Regions from separate parts of the Mus musculus genome. Here all the other regions are linked to region 5. A link is a contact called in public HiCAR-type, HiChIP or PLAC-seq and promoter capture Hi-C data. All regions are on one chromosome and are shown on one strand. Each heading gives the region's core, a stretch centred on a gene start, on an enhancer-like site or on the middle of the called end of the contact. The rest is flanking DNA. Distances are from core to core; before and after follow the strand shown. Region 1 has its middle 8.8 kb from the start of Gm33738. Region 2 has its middle 40 kb from the start of Gm33738. Region 3 holds the start of Fzd10os (frizzled class receptor 10, opposite strand). Region 4 holds the start of Tmem132d (transmembrane protein 132D). Region 5 holds the start of Glt1d1 (glycosyltransferase 1 domain containing 1).

The links. Promoter capture Hi-C pulls out the DNA fragments that hold promoters and counts their contacts. HiCAR-type assays count read pairs that join an accessible place to other places. HiChIP or PLAC-seq counts read pairs in DNA pulled down with a chosen protein or histone mark.
Region 1: a contact with region 5 is called in an H3K4me3 HiChIP or PLAC-seq map of embryonic forebrain, with 6 times the contacts expected there. The contact joins the enhancer-like site here to the promoter of Glt1d1 in region 5. A contact is called at or near these places in 4 of 39 promoter capture datasets (cranial neural crest, frontonasal cranial neural crest, maxillary cranial neural crest and 1 more), 1 of 15 datasets of contacts at CTCF or cohesin (stem cell-derived epiblast-like cells), 3 of 484 Hi-C or Micro-C datasets (LSK cells, nephron progenitors and uterus) and 13 of 115 datasets of contacts at active chromatin or transcription factors (SST interneurons, embryonic basal ganglia, embryonic forebrain and 7 more).
Region 2: a contact with region 5 is called in a promoter capture Hi-C map of hippocampal neurons, with 7 times the contacts expected there. The contact joins the enhancer-like site here to the promoter of Glt1d1 in region 5. A contact is called at or near these places in 6 of 39 promoter capture datasets (the 3T3-L1 cell line, cranial neural crest, embryonic stem cells and 2 more) and 11 of 115 datasets of contacts at active chromatin or transcription factors (SST interneurons, embryonic basal ganglia, embryonic forebrain and 5 more).
Region 3: a HiCAR-type map of astrocytes shows a contact between it and region 5, with 5 times the contacts expected there. The contact joins the promoter of Fzd10os here to the promoter of Glt1d1 in region 5. A contact is called at or near these places in 2 of 39 promoter capture datasets (cranial neural crest and hippocampal neurons), 3 of 484 Hi-C or Micro-C datasets (all in embryonic stem cells), 5 of 115 datasets of contacts at active chromatin or transcription factors (astrocytes and embryonic stem cells) and 1 of 9 other capture datasets (embryonic stem cells).
Region 4: an H3K4me3 HiChIP or PLAC-seq map of forebrain shows a contact between it and region 5, with 12 times the contacts expected there. The contact joins the promoter of Tmem132d here to the promoter of Glt1d1 in region 5. A contact is called at or near these places in 12 of 39 promoter capture datasets (HPC-7-derived erythroid cells, cranial neural crest, embryonic stem cells and 8 more), 1 of 15 datasets of contacts at CTCF or cohesin (stem cell-derived epiblast-like cells), 14 of 484 Hi-C or Micro-C datasets (LSK cells, cerebral cortex, cortical neurons and 9 more) and 16 of 115 datasets of contacts at active chromatin or transcription factors (SST interneurons, astrocytes, craniofacial prominence and 10 more).

The regions. Positions count from the first base shown.
Region 1 is chr5:128,450,948-128,453,650 of GRCm38.p6, forward strand. No RefSeq gene overlaps it. Among named protein-coding and RNA genes, the nearest start is that of Gm33738, 8.8 kb to the left of the region's middle. Within about 2 kb of position 1,409, at least 9 of the 459 cell types and tissues checked have an H3K27ac peak or open chromatin away from gene starts, as enhancers often do. A contact at or near this core is called in embryonic forebrain, where this site is marked.
Region 2 is chr5:128,482,206-128,484,905 of GRCm38.p6, forward strand. No RefSeq gene overlaps it. Among named protein-coding and RNA genes, the nearest start is that of Gm33738, 40 kb to the left of the region's middle. Within about 2 kb of position 1,451, at least 42 of the 459 cell types and tissues checked have an H3K27ac peak or open chromatin away from gene starts, as enhancers often do. A contact at or near this core is called in SST interneurons, embryonic stem cells, forebrain and 3 more, where this site is marked.
Region 3 is chr5:128,599,239-128,601,938 of GRCm38.p6, forward strand. Fzd10os (frizzled class receptor 10, opposite strand) reads right to left here and starts at 1,449. Exons shown (of 6, transcript NR_015517.2): 1 at 1,299-1,449. Fzd10 (frizzled class receptor 10) reads left to right here and starts at 1,868. Exons shown (of 1, transcript NM_175284.3): 1 at 1,868-2,700. The coding sequence starts at 1,980.
Region 4 is chr5:128,431,733-128,434,432 of GRCm38.p6, forward strand. Tmem132d (transmembrane protein 132D) reads right to left here and starts at 1,345. Exons shown (of 9, transcript NM_172885.2): 1 at 554-1,345. The coding sequence starts at 632.
Region 5 is chr5:127,630,914-127,633,613 of GRCm38.p6, forward strand. Glt1d1 (glycosyltransferase 1 domain containing 1) reads left to right here and starts at 1,349. Exons shown (of 12, transcript NM_177005.4): 1 at 1,349-1,438. The coding sequence starts at 1,371. It also overlaps a transcript of Slc15a4 not described here.

The DNA of each region.
Region 1 (2,703 bases), core at 159-2,658, 820 kb after region 5:
TGTCCTGGATCCACTGGCCCAGCCTCTACAGCCTTCAAGACCACACCCATTGGGGGGGAACCAGTGCCCTCTTCTGGCCTCGTTGGGTACTGCACTTACATATCTCGCAGTCAACCCACATCAAGTAAAATCTTTGAAAGAACCTTAAAAATTACATGTGTTCATGTTAGGAGGAGGCATATGCCTGGAACAGCACTGTGGGAAAGGTCTGAGCACAACTTGTGGAAGTTGGTTCTCTCCTCCGCCATGTGACTCAAACTTGGGCCATCAGCCTGGGCAGCCAGTGTTACTATCTCACCACCACCGCTCCTTAGGTTTTTTTTGTTTTGTTTTTACACCTTTTCTTTTTAATTGGGGAGGGGGAAGTACCACAGCAAACCTATGGAGATAAAAAAATACGTTTTGGGGACTTCGTTCCCTCCTCCCACCATGTGGGAACTAGAGCTCAAACTCTACACATTGGGTCTGGCAGCAAGCTAAGTCACCCCAGCAGCCCCTATGTAAAATTTCCCTAACCCACCAAGATTAAACCTACAAGATTACTGGTTACAAAGGAGTTTCTTTCATTCACTGCTGGGACTCAGCCTGTGCACATAATCATGGGATATTTGTGTGTTTCATGGAGCTTTAATCAAAGCCATTTCTTGTGCCTCGGCTAAAAGACTGGCGATTTCTTCTGGAAGACTGCATTGTAGAATTTTAATAGTCACATTTTAATTCAACGTAGACATCCTCCCCGAATTTACAAGTGTCATCAGCAAGCACTGTGGGAGCCTGACACTGTCTAAGGACTTCATCCTGATTGGAGGCACAGCAGGCAGGCGACAGGTACAGAAAGCCGCTTTCACTGCAATGAGCAAGTAACTGGAGAGGTCAGCCGCGTCCTGTTGTTGCTGTTATTTTATTCATTACGCATTTATACTTCTGAGTCCGTTTATTTATTCCTTGTTCCTCTGCAAATAGATGAAGGTGACGTTTGGTTCACTGAAAATGCCCTTTTCCCCACAGCTTTGAATGCCTGGAAAGGCTGCCCTTGCTGAAGGTGCAGCTTGTGGGGGAACCTTATTCAGAAGCCAGAGGAGCCTCATGAATAATCTGGACCTTTGTGACTCTCCAGATGTAACTCAAGATGCAGCAGGTGCTCCCTGGTGCTCCCCAACAACAGAGGACAGGCTTCCAGCTGAGTCCTCAGTCCTACATATACCCAGTGTCCTTTTCTCTCTTCTTGCCTTTGTCTGTCATTCCTTGTTTCTGTGGGTCCTACCAGGAGCCCTGGTGAGCCTCTTTGAGGGGATCTATGCAGTGGCATGAGCTTTCTAACTGCTTCTTCAGTGGATTTCCTCTAGCCCTGGAGGAGGAGACCAATGGTGGGCAGCCATCCCCAGACGGACCATTCACATGATCAGGCTGCCTGATACTTGCAACTGAATTCTGAGGCGGGTTATGTGTCTGCCATCTGTTCTGTGAGCTGAGCAACAGAGGAAGACATGTGTCAGGGAAGAGGCTGGAGCTGCATATTCGGGGGGGGGGGATGCGGCAAACATACAGTGGAGGGGGCTGGGCTCCCTGATTAAGCCGTTAGCTGCCTGGAGAAGTAGGCTTGCTGAGTGCATACAGTTTGAATCTATCCCGGCAGACACTGGACAGGCAGAGCATGAAAACCAGACACATACACATGCACCCATTGTCTTGAGGTTTCTATTAAACCTCCTGAAATAGTCAGAGTGTGTGTGTATGTGTGTGTGTGTGTGTGTGTGTGTGTGTGTGTGTGAGAGAGAGAGAGAGAGAGAGAGACAGAGAGAGAGAGAGAGAGAGGATGAATATGTGCATGAGTATGTATATGTGTATAAGTGTGTATGTGTGAGTGTGTATGTGAGTGTGTATGAGTGTGTATATGTGTGTAAGTGAACATGTGTATGTGTGAGAGTGAGTGTAAATGTTTGTGAGTATGTGTATAAGTGTGGATGAGTGTGTATATGTGTCTGTGGTTATAGTGTGGATTTGTGTGATAGTGTGTGAGTGTGTGACTATGTATGCAAGAGTGTATGTGTGTATGTACGCCAGTGTGCGAGTGTGTATGACTGTGAGGGCATGTGTGAGTGTGAGGGCATGAGTGTTTGAGTGCATGTGTGTGAGAATGTGTGTGTGAGTGTGCAAGGGTGTGACTGTGTGTGTACATGTGAGTATGTGAGAGTATGAGTTTGTGACTGTGTGTGCTGTGGGCATCATATAAGGATTAGTTTTTCCTGAGGTTTCTGTTACCCACAACGAAGCAAACAAAAATTTTCCCATGTGAAAATGACTGATTTCACTTGAGTATTTATAGAGATGACATTAAAGCTGACTGAGAAGAGTGATTGCAAATGGTATGGAATCTGAATCTATACTCATGTGTATACATACATTTAATTTCTTGAGACAGGGTCTTATATAGTCAAGGCTGGCGTTGAATTTAGTAAGTTGCCTAAGGTGACCTTCAACTTGTGATTCTCCTGCCTCTGCCTCCCAAACACTTAGTCTATTAGTCAGGGTTCTCTATAGAACAGAACTGACAGATGAAAATAGATGAGAGATACACATATACATACATACATATATACAAACATACATACATACATGCATGCATAGCTAGAGAGATACATATATGTATGCATACATAGATACATAGATAAATACATGCATGCATGCATAGATAGATAGATA
Region 2 (2,700 bases), core at 201-2,700, 850 kb after region 5:
GGCTGGCAGGGATCCTCCTGTCTCTGCCTCACCTGCAGTAGGATTTCAAGCACACCGTCTCAGTCAGCTTTCTTACATGGGCTCTGGGGGCTTGAACTCAAGTCCTTGCGCTTTCTCACTGAGGCATCAGACCAGTCTGTGAAGGAATTGCTTATGTGAGCGGCCCGATTGAAGACCCCAGGAAACAGGCAGTACGCGGTATAACTCACGCATCCCTAGATGATTTCCCCTCTGCTCTGTCCACACACATCTTCTTCAGTGAGCAAACGATCCTAATCCTGTCAGAGTTCTTCCCCAAACCTCAGCGACAGCCCCATGAAGTTTAAGGATGGGAAATATTTACGCCCTGGCTTCCACCCCACCCAAATCTGAAAACTTGGATTTGGCTGGTTCCGTGCGTGACCTAGGGGGGCTGCAAAGCTCCCCTGGATTCTGGGTTCCAACCCCTCTTGAGTTAACCCCTCCATTGAGAAAACCACTGCTCTGGGACCCGGTTTCTGTTGATTTTGCCAAGCTTGGAGCAGACAGGACAGACAAGCTCAGCTCAGTTGGTACCTTCCTGTCCAGCTACGAGCGGCTACAAAGCTGCCTCCCGAACCCCGACCAGCCTTGTTCTGCTCCTCGGCTTCTGTTTCTGGAGCGTTCCGTCATGAGCTCAAAGGTTGGGCTGAGCCATCGGCCGGGGATAAGGGAGATGATTTATCTTCTCCAAGGAGCAGAAATTGAGGTCAGCCAGGACACAAGGTGGCTAATTAGAAAGGACCCCAGCTGCTGAGGCGAGTGACTGCGGAGATACACGGGGTTCGGGTGCAGTTACAGGCTTGTGGGAGTGTAGCTGCCGCTGGGCTCCTGCTGCCAGGAACAGCGAAACTGCATCCAGGGCAACAATTCTCCCCCCAGCAGTTCTCCACATAGGGTCACTTGCAGTCTCTCAGGTCATTTTGTTCAGGGACTGGATTCTGCTTTTGTTATGCAAACCAGGCCAATCCTGCCAAACTCATCCCCCTAGGACTCAGCCAAAGGATTAAAAGATGCGAATCAGAACGGAAGGGGGTGGGGGATCCTGCAGTGAGGAGAACAGAACACAAGCCTCGCTCTTTCCCTCTCATGAATATCCTGAAAAGTGCAGAGGTGTGCTTCTTCGGGTGTGTGAAGGAGGTGATTTCAATCCCAAGAATATGTTGCTTTCAAACTCATAATAGATTGAGATCTGAGGAGAGGTGTGTAGGTGTCTGTTTTTTAAAAAGCTGGCACTTGCGAAGGAAAACAAATGGCCTCCAATTCATTCCCGTTATAACACCAAGGACTTGGGAAGAAGCTCGCAGAAGAGTAGCCGACCCCATCCCCACCTGGAGGAGGCAGTCCGCTGCGGATGAGGACCCGCTGTCAATCACTGGGAACCCTGTCCAGGAGCCGACTCTGGAGCTCTGTCCGTCCAGAGCAGACCCATGCAGACACATTTACTTGCTTCTGTGTGAGATGGGGAAATGTCTCCGAGCTCATTAGGGAGAGAGCAGTGGTGAACATTAACTTCAGGAAACACAAGCTTGGGTATCTCTTGCGCTCGCTCGGCATACACTAGGATGCTCTCCTGTTCACAGAAGACTCTCAAAGATAAAAATATTAAAAAAAGATTTTTAAAAGACATTAAAGCACGAAGCATTTCTTTCTCAGCAACCCCACTGAAAAGTCTGTGGGTGGCTGTAACAGGTTCTAAATGACTGGAGGAGTGGGAATTGGAAGACCCCCCCCCAAAAAAGGAAAAAAAAACTAGTGCTGTTCTTTTGTTCTATTTTCTTTTAGTTTTAATTTTTTAATTTTTTAATTTTTTAATTTTTTTTTTTTTTTTTTTTTTTTTTTTTTTTTTAGTTTTTAGAAGAATCCATACTCCAAAGAGAAAGAAACTCAGCTGACACATCATGTTATGACGTTGGTCCTTAGCAGAGCAGGAAGCCAGTTCCACCGGTACACCAGCAGGGCTGGGCATTCAGAAGCAGAGAATAGAAAAAGAAAACCCTTCCTCTGCTGTGGAAGGTGGCACTCAGGGATGAGCCAGTGTCTTGTCACCAGGTGGCTGGACAGTCTCTCCCTCCCCAGGGACATCAATGAGCTGTCGCTAATGAGTCTGCTTAGACTAAAGGCTGCTGTCACCTGGGAGGAGCACGGCTTTCTCCAGGTCAATTTCATTGATTCCATAAGCCAGCTTAAGCCCCCTCCTCTCTCTCTCAGCCATCCCAGTCCCAGTCTATCATAGAAGGCTGTGCTTCTCCTGTATACGTTTGCTGTATTTTTATTTGGCTCGAGAGAAGCCTAAAGAACACTTTTTCCCCCCACGTCTATCAACAAGTCCCAAGGTTTCTAAACACTCCCAGATTACCAATCATACACCAGTTAAAAGTCATAATAATATGTCACTTTGCGGGTTTCTTGATGAGTTTCGACAGGATCGCTGTGATGGTTGACATTGTCAGCGTGACAGGATCTAGAATCAGGGAAGAGACAAATTCTGGGCTTATCTATGAGGGGGTGTGTTTATAGAGAGCTGGCTGAGGTAAGAAGACTCACCTGAATTGTGCGAGGCTCGATCCCATGGGCTGGGGGCATGGACTGTCACTGTCTCCTGATTGCAGAGACAATGTGGCCAGCTGCCACACAGCTCCTATGACCATGCCTTCTCTGTTACAGTAGACTGTATTCTCC
Region 3 (2,700 bases), core at 199-2,698, 970 kb after region 5:
CACGGATCCAACTTCCTCCCGTGAAAGGCAGAGGGGACCAGGGGATCTAAAGGTGAGGCATGAGCCTGTGCACACCCCTCCGCCCCCCACCCCCAGGACTCAGCAGGTCCTGGGAGTGTCCCAGCCTCAGGTCTGTCCGCTATGTCTGACAAATGAAAGGGGGGTAAAGAGGAAGAACTCCCTGCAGATGGGACGCTGAAGCCTTGTTTTAATTAGAAGTCGATCCTCTGCAGGAAGCGCAAGGCAGGGCGGGGAGGAGGGGTCCTGGGTAGCCTCGTTCCTGGCTTGGCTGGAGCCACTGAAGGCTTCCAGGCATCTGTGCACCCAACTCGGCCCTGGGGTGCGCAAGACTGACTGGCCGAAAGATGAGCAGGGGACTTAGCTGCACCTATGCAGTTGGGGGAGTCCGCACTGGAGGTCCTGGTAGTTTCCCAGACACTTAAAACGCAGACCTGAATGGGGGTGGGGTGGGGTCTAAGGAGAGAGTGGGCCACCGCCCTGAGGGCTGTTTATCCAAAGCCAAGAGTCCGCGACAGGTGCCGCACCCCAGATCTCTCGGACATCTAAGGACTGCGGTGGGCTCCCATGGTGCACTCACTCCCTGTGCGGGGGAAGGAGGTTGAAGCTCTGTGTCCTTATCACAGATTAGCCCAAAACCAACCAAGGGGCAGGAGCCAGCATAGCAAGGCACGGAGAGGCCCCACCACTCTGCGTGGGAACCAGCCGTGCGCGTGTAGGCCGGGGCTCAGCCTCCGCCTCCCAGGAGGACGCAGGCCGAGCACATCTTTCGCCAAATAATATAAATACACAACTTCCTATAATAAATAAACTCAGCCGCTTGGAGAAACCACCAGCCGGCTTGGCGCGATGGTCCCCAACACGGTGGCCTTGGCGGGGCAAGGGTCACCACGATTCAAGCCAAGCCCCTCTTCTCGGGGTGCGGGGTGTCAGCGGCCCGGAAAGTCTCCTCCCCGCCCCCTCCCTTCTTTCTTTGAGTAGACCTTGCAGAAGAGGCCCTAAACTCCGGCTTCCCAAGTCCCCTCCCCCTCCCCTGCACTCGGCCCTTTTGAAATTTCAAAGGCAGCCCCTCCCCGGAGTCCGAGCTCCGCGCCCCGGGCAGCAAACCCCCGGCTTCGGGAAGATGCGGGCAGCTTTACAAGCCGAGGGGCCACTTTTTTATGAGCACGGTCATAAAACGCAAATCCCGTGTCTCTTTGAAAGTGCCCTCCGCCAGGGCCCGGTCGTAAAAGTAGAAGATGCGTCCCCAGCCCCCAACCCCGGGTGAGGACCACCCTTACCCGAGTCCCCAAACTTCCCGTAACCTCGGCGTCCTTGGGGTACCGGGGACAATCTCAAGGCCTCCCACCCCCCCTCTGGGGCGGGGAGGGCAAGCAGAGAGGCCGGCAGGAGGTGAGGCTGGAGGCTGGGGTCCAGCCCCAAGCTGGGGCTGAGGGCGGAGGCTGCCCGGGGCGCAAGGCTTTCTGATGCAAAGCAGCAGCGGGGCGGGGCGGCGGGCGGAGGCGGGGCCTGTCACCAATCGGCTTTGCTTTTTTTTTTTTTTTTTTTCCCTCTTTGCTACTCTTTGCCTCTTTGCAAGTCTTCTCATCCCGGGACGCCGTGCTGGAAGCAGCTGCGGGCGCCGGGAGGGAGGAGCTCCAGGGCCCAGGGCCACGGTGTGCCCGCGCTGCCCCACCGCGGTCCGCGATCGCCCGCGCCCGGAAGAAGAGGCCAAAGTTTGCGCGCTGAGCGGCGCTCGCTCCGCCGTATTGTTTGCAAACTTCGCTCCCCTCCCCCGCCGCCCCCCGACTCCGCTGAGGCCGCGCGCCCACCGCGGTGGCCCCGGGCGCCGCGAGCGCTCCGGCCAGACTGGATGGGCATGCGCGGGGGCCCGAGCCGGGGCGCGGAGCCGCGGGCAGCAGCAACAGCCCGTGCCCGGGAGCGGCGGCCCTGAGCGGCGCTGGGACATTGAGGGCGCCACCATGCAACACCCGGGCCCGCGCCTGTGGCTGGTGCTGCAGGTGATGATAGGCTCGTGCACGGCCATCAGCTCCATGGACTTAGAGCGCCCTGGAGACGGCAAGTGCCAGCCGGTGGAGATTCCCATGTGCAAGGACATCGGCTACAACACCACCCGCATGCCCAACCTGATGGGTCACGAGAACCAGCGCGAGGCGGCCATCCAACTGCACGAGTTCGCGCCGCTCGTGGAGTACGGCTGCCACAGCCACCTTCGCTTCTTCCTGTGTTCGCTGTACGCGCCCATGTGCACCGAGCAGGTCTCCACACCCATCCCTGCTTGCCGGGTCATGTGCGAGCAGGCCCGGCTCAAGTGCTCGCCGATCATGGAGCAGTTCAAATTCAGGTGGCCGGACTCCCTGGATTGCAGCAAGCTCCCCAACAAGAACGACCCCAACTACCTGTGCATGGAGGCACCCAACAACGGCTCGGATGAGCCCAGCCGGGGCTCTGGCATGTTTCCTCCGCTCTTCAGGCCCCAGAGGCCCCACAGCGCGCAGGAGCACCCACTAAAGGACGGGGGTCCGGGGCGCGCAGGTTGTGACAACCCAGGCAAGTTCCACCATGTGGAGAAGAGCGAATCTTGCGCACCGCTTTGCACTCCGGGGGTGGATGTGTATTGGAGCCGCGACGACAAGCGCTTCGCTGTGGTCTGGCTGGCCATCTGGTCCGTGCTGTGCTTCT
Region 4 (2,700 bases), core at 95-2,594, 800 kb after region 5:
TCAGGACCCCACTGGGAAGACTTGGGTCAGATAGACAGTAGAGCATCTGTGGAAGTATTCTCCTATCCCCCCACCCACCCCCACCCCCATCCCCTATACACACACAGCAGCTGCAGAAGGCCGACCCAGGAGACCCTGGGCTGAAAGGGTCTCTGGCCAACTGTGTTCTTAACGGCCCGTGGTACACTAGCTGACATTCTCGCACAGCAGGGCTGTTGAGAATTATTTCTAAACCGGTTAGGGCCAGTTGGGAAGTCCACACCAAATTCTAGGAAGCGTCCAGGGCCAGGGCAGACTAGGCTTCCCCGTTTCCCTTTGTCGCTTAGGCACACTCTCCTAGGGCATCATACCAAGACTTCCAGGGAAATCACCTGCTGCCAAGGTGTCTGCCCCGGAACCTTGGCTCCACAAACCTGCTGTGTACACACACACACACACACACACACACACACACACACACACACACCCACCGGCCCTCTCTGGGCCACCCACATCCACATCTACTCTCAGCAAAGTTAAGTCCCCCGGGCCCAGGTAGCCCCAGCGTCCTCACCTTTGGAGAAAAGGGCAGCTAGGCTGATGAGCACGGGAGACCAGAGGTACCACAGAGTCCCCATCTCAGATGGGCACATCCTGGAGACTTGGAGCGCGGGTCCTCTGCTCCTCCGTGGTGTCCTCTGGCTGAAGAAGGGATGTCGCCAGATCCCCGGAGAAGAGAAGCTGAGCTGGATGACCAAGACGCATCTGGCTAGGGACCCGAGCAGCAGGGCCGCCCTGTGCCGGGTCCCCACAGGTCCATAGCCAGGCCGCTCAGGCTCCGGGGTCCCGCAGCGCAGGCCGAGGCTCACCTCAGTCTTTCGACTGCGCTGAGGACTGGCTCGTGAATTGAATTTCACTCCACAAGGGGGGTCTCCGGTGTTGCGTCCCCAAGCATGGAGAGCGCTCTGAGGACTCCGGCTGGGAGGCTGCGGTGGGCTAGCGCGCGCGGGCGGCTGCGGGGCTGCGAGGTTGCGGGGCCCGGGGCGCGGGCAGAGGCGGCGCGGGGGTCCCCGGGCTGGTAGCCAGGCACGCGTGGGGACCCGGGGCACATAGCCTCGCCGCCCCCATCCCGCGCCACGGGGCTTCGGCGCGCGCGCTCCGCCGCCCAAAGTTTGCGGGGCGCTGCGGCTCCACCCCAGCCCGCCCCGGCTCCCCACGCGCGCCCGGCGCACGGCCGGCTCCGGAGACGAGCAGCGCTCGGGGCGGAGGGCGAGCGGCGCGCGGACGAGTAGGCGCGAGCTCGGGGCGGCTGCATCCGAGCGCACCCAGAGCAGCGTGCCCAGGCGGGCTGGGGTTGTTGCTTCCTAATTTCTCTCTCTTCCTCTCTCCCTCTCTCTCTCTTTTTAAGCCCCACCCTTCTGGAGTGACAGCTGTGAGCCCCAATCCGCAAAGTAGGTCCCACCTTCCTGGTTGCGGGGCGCCCAGCCTCGCAGTCGCCCTCTCTATGTGCTCGAATAGGAGGGAGATGTTCAAAGGAGGTTATGGACACCCCGCAAGCCCCGAGGAGCGCGCACGAGAACCAGCGTGGATGTCCACGCTCACAACAGGTGTGGAAAGGCCATCTGCCCTGCCTTCTTAAAGCTTCTGACTATAGGCGGCCTTCAGGCAAGGACAGTTCAGGAACCCCTAACATAGGCTGAAGTGTTTCCGGTGAACTCTAGATTGTGAGCCTGGGATGCCAAAATGACCCTCAAATTCCTGTCCCTGAAAGATTTCCATCCTGGCTCCCCGCTGGCCTTTGGGCATTAGGGAATTGGCATTAGGGAAGATATTTCATTGAAAAGCTAATAGGTACAGCTCTCCACTCATGCCTTCCAGGGTATCTAAGGCGAACTCACACCAAGATACATAATACCCATGCTAGTGTCCCGAGCCGGAGCCCTCCTCACTGCTCCGCAGAGCCTTGGAAACAAGCAGATGTTGTGGGGATTCAGAGAGGAAACCCAGCATCACTCCAACGAGTGGGTTCACTTCTGCGGATAAAAATGGACTGGGTTAGTTAATTTTCTTTGTGCCATGACAAAATACTTAACAAAAGCAACTTAAGGGAAAGAGAGTCCGTTTTGGGCTCACAGGCATGAATTGGTTAGTTTTTGTCCGGTTGACATGAGCTAGCGTCATTTGGGAAGAAGAAACCTCCGCTGACTAAATGCCTCCATCAGATTGCCCTGTAGGGAGCCTGTGGGCATTTTCTGGATCAATGATTGCTGTGGGAGGAGCCACTGGAAGTAGTACCGCCCCTGGGCGGGTGGTCCTGGGTTTTATATGAAAGGAAAGCTACAAAGGCCATGGAGAGCAAGTCAGTGGGCCGCTTCCTTCCACTGCTTCTGTGTGTCTGTTCCTGTCTCCGGATTCCGACTCTAACTTCCCTCCATGATGGATTTAAACTAGAGGATGAAACCAACCCACTTCTCCTCAAGTTGCTTTTGATCTTTGTTTTTATCACAGCTTGGCAGCAAAGAGCATGAGGCAGCTGGTCACATGGCATCTGCAGTCAGAAACTGGGGGCGAGGGCGCCAGGCTGGTGCTCAACTTGCTCTCTCTGTATTTAGTCTGGGGCCTCTGTCCATCCATGGTAGCACCCACATTCAGGATGAACCTTCCTCTTCAGTTAAACCTTTGTGGGAACCCCCAGAGGTGGGTCTTCATGGTGACTTTTAA
Region 5 (2,700 bases), core at 99-2,598:
AAGAAAAGAAAAGAAAAGAAAAGAAAAGAGCAAGTCCTATTAGTCTTTTCTGTGGAGAGAAGGAAGAATCAGGTAATTATATGATTAAAAAAAAACAATCAAACAATCAAACAAACCAACCAACCTTCCCTTGCTTCCCCCCTGTGAATAGGTAGGAGAGTGGGTCCAGTGTTCCCCTGCAGAGGCAGGCTTTGTCCATTGACAATCAGAGACCAGTGTGTTACGAAGCTGGACTGGGAGAAGGCTACTCAAGGGACCCAGGCACCTACTCTTTCTTCTTTGAAGTTGTTAGGGAGTTTTCAGGGATGGGAAGAGATTAATTTCCGGGGCTATGCTTAGAATATTGGTTCTATAATATTGATGGGCTTTAAATAATGCACATGTCTTTGTAAAACGCCATGAATTCACCCAAATGTCACGCTGTCACAAGACTGTCTCTTCCCACCCTTCCTGCTCAGGTGTATTTAGTGCAGGAGGCTCTGAGCCCTGGGCTCTGCACAAACCTGACTTCCTAGCCTTACACCACACTCCTCAAAAACTGCCTGAGGCTGCGGATGTGGATGTGGCTTAACGCTTGGAAGAAGAGTCTAGCAAGCAAGAAATCCAGGGCTGCTGGGTGCCCCCCCCCCCCCACTTCCCCTCCTTTCCTCAGAATCTTGTGGCTGGTCTTCAACTTACAGCAATCCTCCTGCCTCAGTCTCTGTATTCCTGGAATTGCAAACCTACATCCCTGAACCCAGCCAGCTCCATAACAGCCTTCTCTATTTTGGTTCTCCATACTCTTTCTCTGGAAGTTCACAGAACTTAGTTTGGGGAAGCCAGAGTCTACAAAAGGACGGACTGCCTACATACATAGAGTCCAGGGCATCCTTAGGGTCTAGGGTCCTCTCAATGCAAAGTGAAGCTCAAGTCCCCTCTCCACATGTGGTCTTGTACCTACACCTCACCTGGTCCTAGTCTCTGGGGGAGCAGTCTCTGTATCAGCCACTATGTTGCATGTAGGAGCCCAACTCATGATCTTTACGAGGGGAAGTCACAGGACAACCTATGTTCTTGGTGCCTGAAGAGTGGACAACCTCCCCCCACCTCCCATCTTTCTGAGCTCGTGGCTGTCTGACACCTGGTCTCGTGACCCCCACCCCCACCCCCACCCGCTAGTCTCCTCAGGTCCCCTCGGGGCCCCCAGATCTCCCTTCTCCCTTCCCTTCCCTTCGTGTCCCCTCCCCTGCCCTCCCTGCCTTCCCTCCCTCCTCCCCTCCCCTCCCTACCCCTGAACCTGCGGGCTCCGCCTTGGAACAGCAGGCGGGACCGAATCCACCCCTACCCCTCCGCCCGGGCCTGGTGGCCCAGTTCTTGGCGGTAGCGACGACATGCGGCTCCTGTTCCTGGCAGTACTGAGGCCTCACACTGGCAACGCGGTCACAGCTGGGCGCCTACGGTATGTTGCGGGGACCTGAGCATCCCTCGCGTGGGGATGCCGGACTGGGCCGGGCGCCGGAGCCGCGCGTGCACAAACGGCCGGGTTGTAGGCGCAGGTGCGGGCGCGAGGGGCTGCAGCTCTGATTCCAGCTGCCTGCTGCCCTGTCTGGCTATTGTGAGTGCCCTAGGATGCCGCAAAGAGGCCGCCTGGGCCAGCGCTGGGACGCGGGGTGGTGGTGGGGGAAACCAGAGGCTCAGCAAAGGCCTCGCTGCAGACTTGAGCTTTGGGCAGAGTGGCCTGGGATGAGAAGCGGGGACCCACGTGGCTGGAAAGACGCAGAGTCCCGGTGCATCGGATGCTCCAGCACGTGCGGAGATTCAGGGTCCGAGTTCCGTGGCTGCTGCCATTCCCTCCCCCGCGCCCGCACTTCCTACCTGGTTCTCTTCTGAACGCTCAGCTTATTTTATTTAATTAGGCCTCTTTTTGCTTTGTATGTTTACCTGGGACGGAAGCCTGGAGCCAGGACAAGGCAGGGAAGGCGGGTCCATTCACCTCTGGCCATCTGGTTGCCTGGATCAAACCGGGCTGGTCTGAATCATTGGAAAAGCAGACACTTACGTGCCCGTGCTCACTTGCTCGCTCCCCCCCGCCCCCCGCGCGCGCTCTCTCCCTCCCCTTCCACTTGCTTCAAGACATTTCCCAATGGCTCCCCCCCCCCCCCCGCCCCCAGTGGGTATGTTTCCTCATCATGGGAAAGAGCCGTTGAGTCTTCAAGCTAAAAAAAATGTTACAGTTCCTCTCAAGATCACAGTGAACAACCAAAGGCGGGCAGATGCATACCTGAAGTTTCCCCGGAGTGGTGATAGTGTTGTGATTGTGTGAGATTCCCCTCCCTCTAATTCAGTCACTCTTCGGGCTCTCTGTGGACTGAGCTCTTTCCAGTAGAAAAGTGCAAGTCATTTACAAGGAGAGTAAACACAGGGGTAAATCATTCCAGGGCGATTGGGACCATGGAGCAAATAAAACCATGCTGGGGTGTGGCCAATTTGATAGAGTGCCAGGCAAGCATAGGTGAATCCCTGGGTTCCGTTCCCAGCAGTGCATAAACCCAGGAGGTGCGGTTGTACATGACCACATGCTGATAACCCCAGCCTTTGGGAGCTGAAGGCAGGACCATTAGAAGTTCAAGGGCATCCTCTGCTACTGTCAACTTCCAGCTACTTGAGAGCCTATCTCCAAAGCAAAGCAATACCAAAACAATATAACCTTTGCGTTGGAGG